2 separate regions of the Ovis aries genome follow, and region 1 is linked to region 2. A link is a contact called in public Hi-C data. All regions are on one chromosome and are shown on one strand. The core of a region is the stretch at or near the end of the contact, and the rest is flanking DNA. Distances in the headings are between cores, read along the strand shown. Region 1 overlaps LOC105604063 (a long non-coding RNA gene). Region 2 has its middle 36 kb from the start of JAM3.

Region 1 (5,640 bases), core at 47-2,546, 49 kb after region 2:
CAGGATTGAGAAGAGCTTGTGCTTGTAAGTAACAGCTGAGCCGCCATAGCGGCACTCAGGCTCCCCGCCCCCACATTCTCAAAACCCTCCTCCTCCTCCCCCACCCCCGCCCCGCCCTGGATTGGTCTTCCTCGGGCCCCTCTCGGCTTCCATCCCCTCCCTCCTCATCTGAGATTTCAACACGGTCTTTGTTCCCAAGTTCTCCGACAGGCTTCTTGTCCCCAGCCGCTGCTCCCACCTCTGTGGTTTGGTCCTTTCCTCCTCTTGCGGGTCCTTCCCTTTTTTGAACACCCACAGCTTCAGCTCCACGTTAGTGTAACTTTTGTTCTTGCATCAACAAACTCCCTGACCGTTGGCTGACCTGCCAAGGCAAAGTTCAACCGTTCCTGGCTCCTGTTGGCACAGGCGCGTCTCCCTCATCCCTGACCTCACAGAAGATTCCAAACTCTGACTCCCTCTCCTTAGGGCTGAGGACAGCCCGTCCTGTTTCTGCTCCACGTCCAGGTCCAGCTCCCTGTGCTGAGCTCTGAGCCAGCCTGTGTGAGATGGAAACAAATCTCCCACCCAAGGTCAAACGGTGTGCAGCTCACCTTGGGTGGGGGTCAGCATCACCCTGTGTCTGCTGTCTCAGGGTGTGTGTGTGAGTGCGCGTGTCCACGTGTGTGTTCACGTGCACACACACTGGCACGCATCTGCCGTCCCACGAAGAGCGATGCCTGTAAGATAATGTGCACGAACTCTGTGTGAGAAGCGTGGGGCGGTGATGTGTGTGTGTGTTGGGGGGGGAGGACTCGGGGCTGGCAGGAGGACGGACCTGTGTGCACAGATGTGTGTCTGAGCTGTGTTTTGCAGAAAGCTGTTGAGAGGGGGTCTGGAAAATGACATTTATAGAAATGCATATTTAACCACAGAAACAAACTGAGGTGGGTGAAGCGTGGACTTTGGGAAGGCTGGGTTCTGGATGAAAAAACAAGAGAAGGAAGCTTATTAGACGCATCCAAACCCTTACAGGATAGCCCCTTCAAATGTCCGATTCTGGGGCAGCAGCAGATATCCAGGGTTTGGCGTTTGTTTCCAAGAAGCTTATCAGGCTAAGAAAAAAGGCATCTTTGACCTTGCCCCACCCCCACTCTCAAACTGCAAGGACACACACATATCCCTCCTCCAGCACACCGCACCACCCCACACACTGTTCTCCCACTGAGCAAGATCCAGTCGCGTGGTCCTAGATGGCTGACAAAGGAGAGGAGCGGGCTGAGAGCAGCCCTGGTCTGGTTCTCTCCGGCCAACCCGCCGTGGCGGCCTCGGGACAGCCGCCCCGCCGCCGCTCCGACAGCAGGTGTCGGCCGCTAGTGGGCCAGCCGGGCGCCAGGCTCATGGCGCCACCTCGTGGCCGCTCTCACCATCACAGCCCTAACTCCAGAGTGGGGGCTTCCAACCCAGGCGTTTATTCTGGCCCCACTGTTCAGAGGGAGTTCTGGGGACCCACGTGCACGCGGCACAGAACCAGACAGGGTTAACCCTGAAACCCACGGGTCCGCAATCTGGATGGGTTAAGGAAGAGGCTCTGGGCCAGCTGGGAGAATTCCAGGTATTTCAGGCTGGACTGCGCTGGGCTGGTCCTTCACCCAGGCCTCGAGATAACTTTTGTCCCCTCTTTAAAAGAGCATTTCCATACCCATCTAAAAATGCAGGACTAAGAGCAGGGCAGCCTGCATTGACAGCCTGGGGTCTACCAGCCAGGAGCGGGGAGCCCCCCTCTGGCAGGGGAGAGGGAAGTGGGCCATGGGGAGGGGCCCAAAGCCTGGGAGGGGGCACCTCCCAGCCTAGGGCCTGCAGAAGGAGTGCTGAAGTTGAACTCAAATTGCTTTTCCACTAATTCGGTGACACCAAAAGAATTCCTTAGCCCCTCTGGGCCTCGCCTTAAATTTCTGAACCACCTGTTACAAGGCCCCCCTCGATTTGTGTTCAAGCCACGCCCACCACCATCAGGTCCTCTCCCATACTGGCAGTCACACAGGTCTATTCTTGTCCCCCAGACATCACTGGCTCTTAAACGTTGCTGGTGTCATTAGGTTGGCTTGCAGTGTGCCCCCCTCATCTGTACCTCTAAATTCCATCCACCCCCACCACGAACCCAAATTCCACTCCTTCCCTGGAGCTTTTCCTGGTCTTCCCACCTGCACATCCCTCCTTTCGTCTTCTCCTGGACCTGCCCTGGGCCTCATTGACCTTTCCCTTGGGTGATGCCTCACACATGCCTCCTTTCAGCTTACGTCCCCCGCCAGGTGACCAGCTCCAGTGGTGGCCATGATGCTGACTTGTCTTCATGAAGCCCGCCTGGCCCTATTCTGGCCACACTATGTGCTGAGCAGACCCTTAGTGAATGAAACGGGATGTCCCTCTTTTGTCTATGTCAGCTTAGATGTCATTTCTCCCAGTAAGTTTCCATGAACCCACCCCCACCCCCGTCCCATCCCATGTCTGCTGCTTCTTGGAACCTGCCTTCCGCCCCTACCTCCCTATTTAGTGTTTGCCCGCAGCTGCCTCCTGGCCTGTCTCACCAATGTGGTGATGGGCTTCTTGAGCAAAGACTGGTCTTCAGGTCACCGTTGCCTGGACTGTTCATGGCACATGGCAGGAGCCTGGTGACGACTGGTGATGGAACAGATGGATCCAGCTGGGGATGGGTCGTGGTTGTTGCTAAGTCGCTGAGTCGTGTCCGGCTCTTCTGTGACCCCATGGGCTGCAGCGTGGATGGGTAACTCTCTATAAACAAGGAGGGCGGGGAAGGGGAAGGGTGGTCTTGAAGACCCCTTTACAAGCCAATATGAACTTCTTGGAAGGAGAGTTGCCCCAGCTACTTGAGAAACCACACAGCCAACTTGGTGGCGTTCGGAGGTGGCCGTCCCTTGAATGGACGTTGTTGGCTTCCGTGGGCATCTGGCCTCCTACTCCACGGGGAATTTCGTGTTCCCTGGGCTCAGCCTGGCCCAGAACTTGGCAAGATCTCTGGGGCGTTCGTTTTGTCACCAGCCCCGGTGGGAGGGTGGACGGGTGGGTGGGAACCGTTTTGGGAAAGAGTGTTGGGGAGTGTTTGTGTGTGTGATGAGTCAGGGCCAGGGAGCTAGTGAGGAGCCCTAATCTCTGCCCCCTCTCTGTGGGGGGAGTTCTCACCCCTTGGAGGGGGTGGAGGGCCACCAACTGTCTTTGGAAAGTTTTCTTAGTCATAGCTTCTACCAAGTCAGCTGGCACTTATGTAATGGGGCCTCTGTTCTACAGACAACGGAGTCCGATGGGCCGGAATGGATGCTGCCCACCTTCCCCCCAGTGGCTCCAGTCCTTCCTACCTGCTGGCCAGGCAGTGGCACCCTGAGGAAATAGCACTGGGACATCTGTTCCCACTGGAAAGGGCTCTAGGTTTCTTCACAGGCCCCATGGGGAGGCCTTCCTTTCCTTCCTGTTAGTCCTGCACCAGGCGGGGCTGGGGGGAGGAAGGGCCTCCCGCCCGTGCCCTCTGACCCTGTGTCTGCCCAGGCCCCAGGTGAGGTCACAGCCGGCTCCCAGGTCCCTGGCTGCTGTCTTACCGCCTCAGTCTCCAGGCTGAGGGATACAGATTTGAGTTTCCTGTCTCTGACACCAGAGCCTATTTGGTTATCACAACACAGTGATAAGGGGCCCAGATAAGGCCTGAAGCGATTGTGTAAACAGAGTGGGGAGGGTTGGGTGCTGGTGGCTTGGCCCAGGGCGGGACGCGTGGCTTGGCCCAGGGCGGGACGCGTGCCCTGGGAGAAAGCAGTGCTCCGGGACCCTGGGGGTGCTGGGGGAGTCAAGTGCCTTGCCCTGGCTTCTGTGGGGGCAGCTGGGGGCCCCGGGAGGGCCCAGGGTTGCTGTCCTTTGCTCCTTACTGGAGGAAAGTGGTCTTTCTTGTGCCTCAGGTGCGGGGGTTGGATGCTCTGGAAAAGGTGGGCAAGTGAGGAGGGGTGTTTTTTGGAGGCGACTCCCCAGGAGAGGAAGGGACAGGGGACAGGGGATGGGTAGCTGAGGATGACTGTTCCAACTGTGAGAGTGGCCACTCTTGCCCTGTGGCCTGTGCGGGGGCCGGATTTGCTGTGGACAAGAGACTTGGGGGTGGGGAGAGCTGGGGAGGAAAGCTGGGGGAGGCAGGGAGTATGATGGGGGAGAGCTGGTTGGGGGTTTGCAGGAGCCTCCTTGCTATCTTGGGCCCCTTCCTCCATGCGAGGAAATTTCATGGGGGCCAGAGCCCGCTTTGAGCTCAGGCGGCAAAGCCAGAAGGAAGGACCTCGAGGAGCCCTGAGATGAGCAGGACCCGCTGAGAAAGAGCTAGGTGGGGATCAGAAAGGCAGGCTGTGAGAAGGACGAGAGTTCCTATGCTGCTCTGAGCCAGGCCGGCAGACCCAGGTGGAGAGGGACACGCCCCAGAGGAGAAGACACCATCCTCTCTTCTGCCTGGGTGCCTAGTGGTGAGAGACACACAACAGACCTTTCTGGGTCCTTTTGAGCAAAAGCTGGGGAGACCCGGGAGGGGAGGCAGGGATAGGAGAGGTGGAGAAGGAGGAGGAAGGACAGAAGTGCCCACCAAACAGCAGGGCCAGGATCCGTTCCACCATCATACAGAGTCCCCAGGCCCTCCTGCCTTCTCTGCGGCTCAGGGACATAATCCAACAGGCTAGATAGGGTTTGGGGGAAGCAGGCAGGAGCCAGGACCCTGGCCCTCAGTGCTCATGCGGGCGTCCCTGGCTGAAAGCCGTTGTGCGGTCTGTCTCCTCCAGCAAGTCTTCCTTCCTGGGATGCAGCTGTCCCTGCCCTCCTTCTGGACCTCAGAGAATCTCCACTGCCCTGCAAAGAGCGGGGGGCAAGGGGGGTGTGAGCGGGGCAGGGTGCACAGAGCAGAGGTTCCATCTGCACGTTAGAAGCTGAGCCTGGCTGAACCCCTGGCTCTCCCTGTCACCCCGGCCCTGATGTGTGTCCCCTTCTTCAGAGGCGGGGCTCACCTGGGGGTGTGGGCGAGGCCCCTGGGATAACGGTGCTGGAACATCTGGTTCTGAGGCTTCCCACGGAGTCAGTTCTGGTTTTCAGGCACCACCACGACCTCACACGTCTGATCCCGTTTGTCCAAGACAGAGACAGCGTGTTCCAGCAATGCTGGCCTCCTCCTCCCTGTGCTGTGAACAGCCTCTGCTCAGCCCCATTTTCTTGCCCATAAATGTCCTCCCACCTCCTGCACAACAAGCATGCGGCACCCGCACGGCCTCATGGAATGCCGCCTCCTCCCCAAAGCCTTCCCTGAGGTTCTAACCCACTCACATCTCTTCTTCCTCTGACTTCCGGTGCTTCCAGCCAGTGCCTGGAAATTTTAACTTCGAAATCATAGACTGGTAGGATTTGTGAGCTGGAAGAACCCTGACAAATGACCCCTGTCTTCATCAGGATGGTAGAGAAGTAACAAGACATTGACAAGCAACCTCTGGCTCTCCCCACGGGCATCACGAATTAACTACAGCCTCAGAATCCTTCTCAACACAGCGTTCCAGGCAGAAGTGCTACTGCCATCCTTAACCCGGACAGTCAGGGGTCATTTCATCTGCAGCGCGGATGAGGAAACTGTTTCAGGCCCCA
Region 2 (6,296 bases), core at 2,225-4,724:
GGGCTGGCCTCAGCACTGGGGGTGCCTCCTGCCCCTTCTGGTGCCGGCCCTTCTGGCCGCACGCCCCTTCCAGGACCACTTTGACAAGGCCGGCAACCCACCAGGTCTTTGAATCTTCAGTGGTTCCCCTCAGCTTCCGAAGAGTGGTGGTCTTTTCCAAAAGCTGAGCTCTGCAGTCACATGTGGGACCAGTGTCTCAGTTCACTACCGAGAGTCTAAGTATCATGGGCCAGTTGGTTAACCTTGTAAAGCCTCAGTTGCTTAGGTCAAATGGGGGTTCTAAACTCTCCTTCCCTGGCATTTGTGAAGATTTATTTAGTACCTGCATCAGCTGTTACCAAACCAAACTTGGGTCTGCTGGGGTGGGGGGTGGGGAGGAATCAATAAAGCCACATTGGGAGCTCAACTCGGTACTCTGTGGCAACCTAGAGGGGTGGGATAGGGGTTCAAGAGGGATGGGACGTAGGTATACTTGTGGTTGATTCATGTTGCTGTATTGCAGAAACCAATACAACACTGTAAAGCAATTATTCTCTAATTTTAAAAAAAGCCAACCTATTGATGCCAGGTTGTTGGAAGAAAAGTTCAGCATTTATTGTAGGACCTGGCCAGAAGTTCAGGCAGCTTGTGCTTAAAGGACTCAGAGGCCCCAAAGCCTTTTTTTTTTTTTTTTCTGATTTTTTTTTAATTGAAGGATAATTGCTTTACAGATTTTAGTTGTTTTCTGCCAAATGTTCCCCAAAGGCTTTTAGTTCAGTTCAGTCGCTCAGTCGTTTCTGGCTCGTTACCCGATGGACTGCAGCACACAAGGCTTCCCTGTCCATCACCAACTCCCAGAGCTTACTCAAACTCACGTCCATGGAGTCGGTGATGCCATCCAACCGTCTCCATCCTCTGTCGTCCCCTTCTCCTCCTGCCCTCAATCTTTCCCAGCATCAGGGTTTTTTCAAATGAGTCAGTTCTTCACATCAGGTGGCCAAAGTATTGGAGTTTCAGCTTCAGCATCAGTCCTTCCAATGAATATTCTGGACTGATTTCCTTTAGGATGGACTGGTTGGATCTCCTTGCAGTCCAAGGGACTCTCAAGTCTTCTCCAACACCACAGTTCAAAAGTATCAATTCTGTGGCACTCAGCTTTCTTTATAGTCCAGCTCTTACATTCATACATGACTACTGGAAAAGCCATAGCTTTGACTAGATGGCCCTGTGTTGGCAAAGTAATGTCTCTGCTTTTTAATATGCTGTCTAGGTTGGTCATAACTTTTCTTCCAGGGAACAAGTGTCTTTTAATTTCATGGCTGCAGTCACCATCTGCAGTGATTTTGGAGCCCCCCAAAATAAAATTATGTGCACAGTACATCATGAGAAACACTGGGCTGCAGGAACCACAAGCTGGAATCAAGATTGTCAGGAGAAATATCAATAACCTCAGGTATGCAGATGACACCACCCTTATGGCAGAAAGTGAAGAGGAACTTTCATCACTCTTGATGAAAGTGAAAGAGAAGAGTGAAAAAGTTGGCTTAAAGCTCAACATTCAGAAAACTAAGATCATAGCATCTGGACCCATCACTTCATGGCAAATAGATGGGGAAACAGTGGAAACAGTGACTTTATTTTGAGGGGCTCCAAAATCACAGCAGATGGTGATTGCAGCCATGAAATTAAAAGATGCTTACTCCTTGGAAGAAAAGTTATGACCAACCTAGATAGCCTATTAAAAAGCAGAGACATTACTTTGCCAACACAGGGCCGTCTAGTCAAGGCTTTGGTTTTTCCAGTAGTCATGTATGAATGTAAGAGCTGGACTATAAAGAAAGCTGAGTGCCACAGAATTGATACTTTTGAACTGTGGTGTTGGAGAAGACTTGAGAGTCCCTTGGACTGCAAGGAGATCCAACCAGTCCATCCTAAAGGAGATCAGTCCTGGGTGTTCATTGGAAGGACTGATGCTGAAGCTGAAGCTCCAGTACTTTGGCCACCTCATGCAAAGAGTTGACTCATTGGAAAAGACTCTGATGCTGGGAGGGATTGGGGGCAGGAGGAAAAGAGGACAACAGAAGATGAGATGGCTGGATGGCATCACTGACTCGATGGACATTAGTTTGGGTAAACTCCAGGAGTTGGTGATGGACAGGGAGGCCTGGCGTGCTGCAGTTCACAGGGTCGCAAAGAGTCGGACACGGCTGAGAGACTGAACAGAACTGAAAATAAAGTCTGTCACTGTTTCCATTATTTCCCCATCTGTTTGCCATGAAGTGATAGGACCGGATGCCATGATCTTAGTTTTCTGAATGTTGAACTTTTAGCCAACTTTTTCACTGCTTTCCACCAAATATTCCCCAAAGGCTTTCAGGGGACATTTTAAAGACCAGGTGACGGAAGGGGGTCAAGAGGCGTGTGGAACCAGGTTGCAGACATTCTTCTGACTGGTGAAGTAATCAGGAACCAATATCCTCAACCTGGTTCCAACCCACCCAGGTGCTTGTGAGAAGTATACAGTTAACTTTTTCCACTTGGGGGTTTCAGTCTCTGAAAAACAGCTCAAAGGACATGGCTCAGGGTATTATCTGTAGCACCTGAGGAGGAGCTAAAGTCCTTGACTTTGTTTAATGGTTAAACTGTGATTTTGTTTTGGTTGACTTTCTGCATTTTCTCACCTCATTACATTTATCCTTTGACTAAAGTTTTCTACGGACGAAAGACGGGCGGAGGGTATGGAGCAGGGGTGCGTTCTGGGAAGGCCCTGTAGGGTCCTGCTGTTACACTAACTGCTAGATAAATGCTAACTGCTCACCCTTCACTGGTGAGCTCAGTGCTGTTACTGTTGCGTTGGTTTCTAAGCAGACAACGCCGTTTTCTCCCTAGACCCCATCGGTCACAGTTCAGGGGGCGCATGGAGCCTGGCCGTCTGGTGGGCGTGGTGACAGGTAGTGGGATGAGGTGGGGGCATCCAGGGGCACTGGCACCCGCTCTCAGGTGGAGCCCAGGTGGAGGGGCAAGCCCTCTGAGCACAAGTGGATTTGGACACAGATGCCTTTGGTGATGAGGGAGCCCCACCAGCACACGGCAGTCGTGGCTCTGCGTCCTCAGCACTCACCTTGTGCTGACCGAGCACCGAGTGAGGACTTAACCCAAATGATCTCATTTAAACCCTGCAACTCCCCTGACGGAGGTGCCTGTCTCCTTCCCAGAGACAAAGGTTCTCAGAGTAGCTTACACAGCTGCTGGGACGAAAAGCCCAAGTCGGACCACAGTGGGAGGGTGAGTGGCAGTGGAAGGAGCAGGCAGCAGGCAGGGCAGCATCTTCAGGGGTCGGGGGAGGGATGGCAGAGGGTGGGTGGGAATCGGGGGCTCTGAGCTGTGAGAGGGGGCCCTCGGGCACAACAGGTGGCTGGGGAGGAGCTGAGGCTGTGAGCGCTGGTGTTTGCAAGGCAGTCAGGGCAGCCGTTGGGTCCTACAGGGGAGCTCGAGGAGGGAGGCCAGGCTCTGGCACCGCCCTGGGCCTGGTGGGCCTGCAGCTGGACATGCACCCACCGTTGCTCAGCTTCTCTACTTGAAGGCCTTTGCTAATCTTCTGCAAACCATTCTCCTGACCAGGGACCAGCAGTAATACATCCAGAGAGGAGAGGAAGTCAGAAGCCAGTCCCTCCAGACCAGGACACACACCCCAGGGAAGTTGGATGGCATCGAAAGCCCCAGACCAGGGGAACAGAGTAGGCCCTGGTGGTTCCCAGAGCTGTTCCCTCCTGGGCTGGGGGGGTGGGGGGTCCCACCTGAGGTCCCATTCCTAATATTTCCAGGCCCTCAAAGGATTCCCAACCCACACAGGTACTTCCCTGCAAGGGAATGCAACATCTCCCACATGAGGCAAGTGCCACAGGGCCCCTGGGATGTTCAGCTCCTAGAGCTGGAAAAGAAAACCAAACTGAGTCTGTTAAGTTCTCAGAGGGTACATGGCCATCCACCCACACTTTAAATGCTCACCCATGGCAAGGGGCTATGATGAATAAAACTGTTGTATCCATTTGTGTGCAGACTTTTGTATGAACATCAGTTTCCTTTGCTCTGGGCCAAATGGCCAAGAGCACAAAATCTTGTTGTATGTTGTGGCACGGGGAGAAACTAGCTGTTTTCCAGAGTTGGGCTGGACCAAAAATTCACTGTAGGAAAGTTTTCTTTCTAAAGTTTTATTTTTAGACTTAGTGGGGGTACCGTGCACTGTATTACCTGTGCAACTTCCTGTGAATCTATGATTATCCCAACAATAAATTGGAGAACACGTCTCTATTTCTAAAATGATGATCCTCAAATCAGTATTGCATTTGGAATCTACTGGGGATGCAAGAAAGTGATGTAACAGTTTTTAAAGTGTTGATATTTACACCAGCATAGCAGACAGATTCTTTACCGTCTGAGCCACCAGGGAAGCCCACACACCAGGAATCATATACCTAATAACTAAACTTACTTAACGATTTTTACTTAAGGCCTCCTGAATTCCTTCAGTGAATATGTCAGGTAAAACATCAACTGGTATAACTGCATTCGTGACCACAGGGTATGAAGGCGATGCTTGTGTGGTCACGGATAAACTGCAGTGCATGTCACTCAGCAATCCTGTCTGAGGTCTGGCTTTCGGACTCTCGAACCATGAGCATCAGGGAGTCTGCTCTGCTATCTGACTGAAGGTTAGTGAAGACAGAAAGTCAGTCAGGGTGACGTCAAGATTTCCCCTTTACCAAATGTAGCATTTTTATCTCGGGAGATTCCTACAACTGAATATGACACGAGGGCCCTGCATTTGTATTCCCACTGTTTTTCACTTTTCCCACATCCTCACCATCATCACTATTTAAAAATATTGCTTATCCTTATGCTTATATGTACAACATATACAGCATAAAATTTGCCATTTTAATCGCCTTCACATGTATAACCCCAGTGGCAATCCATTCACGTGTGCAGTCAACACCACCATCCATGTCCACAACTTGTTCATTGTCTCAGACAAATTTGTCCCCAGCAAACGGCAGCTTCTACTTCTCCAGAACCCAGCCCCAGGCAACCTCCAGGCCACTGTCTCTGGATTTGCCTACTCGAGGGACCTAAGTGGGACCCTACAGTGTTCGTTCTTCTATGTCTGACATTTCTTGCGGGGGTGGGGGAGGGCAGGTGCGGTTTTCAAGGTACATCCATGTAACAAGAAGCATCATTCCACTTTTAAGGCTGAAAGATATTCCACTGAACATGTACAATCATCCCTTGGTGATGAACCAATGCCTTGGTGAACCAGGGCATTGGTTCCAGGATACCCCTCAAGAGCAAAATCCATGGGTGCTTAAGTCCCTCATATAAAGTGGCCTAGTGTTTGCATATAACCCACACCACCTCTCAGGTACTTTAACTCGTCTCTAGGTTACTTATAGTGCCTAATATAATGTCAGTGCTATGTAAAAAGTTGCTGAGGCTGTGAGCGCTGGTGCTCAGAAGGTGGTCAGGGGAGCCTGCCAGTCTTGCAGGGTAGCTGGAGGAGGGAGGCCAGGCTCTGGCACTGCTGTGGGATCTGCAGCTGGACACACACCTGCTCATGCTCCACCCGCCCCAGCTTCTCTCCCTGAAGGCCTTTGCCAACCTTCTGCCAACCATTCCCCTCACCAAGGACCATCACATTCAGCTCGGAAATCAGCTACATGGTCTCACCTGGGCCGATGCTCCCCTCACAGGCCAGTCCCTTCTGACCCAGTCCAGAGATCATGCCGCCAGGCTTGTTAGAAGCCCAACTGACTGCCTCTCCTCGGGAGCTGCCACTGTGAGCAGTTCCTTATAGTCAGTACATAGCTTCCTATCTCTGATGTCAAAATCCTGACTATAATATTTTCTGTTATTTGTAAATTTCAAACTTTATAATAAAGATTCTTCAAATGCATAAAGGTTAAGCATGAGTACAGCCTCCCAGTACTTTTAGCACAGGGCTTTTATCAGTAGTCATTTAACAGACAGAATGTCTGAGAAGAATACAACAAAATATTTTCCCTTAGGGAAAAGGGACCCAAGCTTTGTTTCAGGTCTTCATCTCCCCCACAGCAGATGTCTTAGCATAGACTACGGTCCCTGCTTAGAGAAAACCCGTGTGTTTTTACCAGAGCAACGGGAGCACTGCTTTACGTCTAACCTACTGAGGCTGTCCCTGCGGTGGAGGGGGCCTTAGGTCCCTCTGCACCACCAGTCTCCTTAAAACACTGGTGGGTGTGTGCTCTGTCCAAGAATGAGTAGAAAGAAACTAGGCTGGCTCA

Evidence for each region. A called contact is a pair of places that touch in the nucleus more often than the background predicts.
Region 1: a Hi-C map of hypothalamus shows a contact between it and region 2, with 2.6 times the contacts expected there. The contact joins two enhancer-like sites. A contact is called at or near these places in 5 of 16 Hi-C or Micro-C datasets (hypothalamus, mixed tissues, muscle and 1 more).

Annotation. Positions count from the first base shown.
Region 1 is chr21:30,447,170-30,452,809 of ARS-UI_Ramb_v3.0, forward strand. It overlaps LOC105604063 (a long non-coding RNA gene), which reads right to left. Exons shown (of 11, transcript XR_009597930.1): 4 at 5,016-5,186; 5 at 2,565-4,860; 6 at 815-957; 7 at 591-716; 8 at 239-361. Among named protein-coding and RNA genes, the nearest start is that of JAM3, 15 kb to the left of the region's middle. Within about 2 kb of position 1,297, at least 15 of the 54 cell types and tissues checked have an H3K27ac peak or open chromatin away from gene starts, as enhancers often do. A contact at or near this core is called in hypothalamus, where this site is marked.
Region 2 is chr21:30,396,312-30,402,607 of ARS-UI_Ramb_v3.0, forward strand. No RefSeq gene overlaps it. Among named protein-coding and RNA genes, the nearest start is that of JAM3, 36 kb to the right of the region's middle. Within about 2 kb of position 3,475, at least 4 of the 54 cell types and tissues checked have an H3K27ac peak or open chromatin away from gene starts, as enhancers often do. A contact at or near this core is called in hypothalamus, where this site is marked.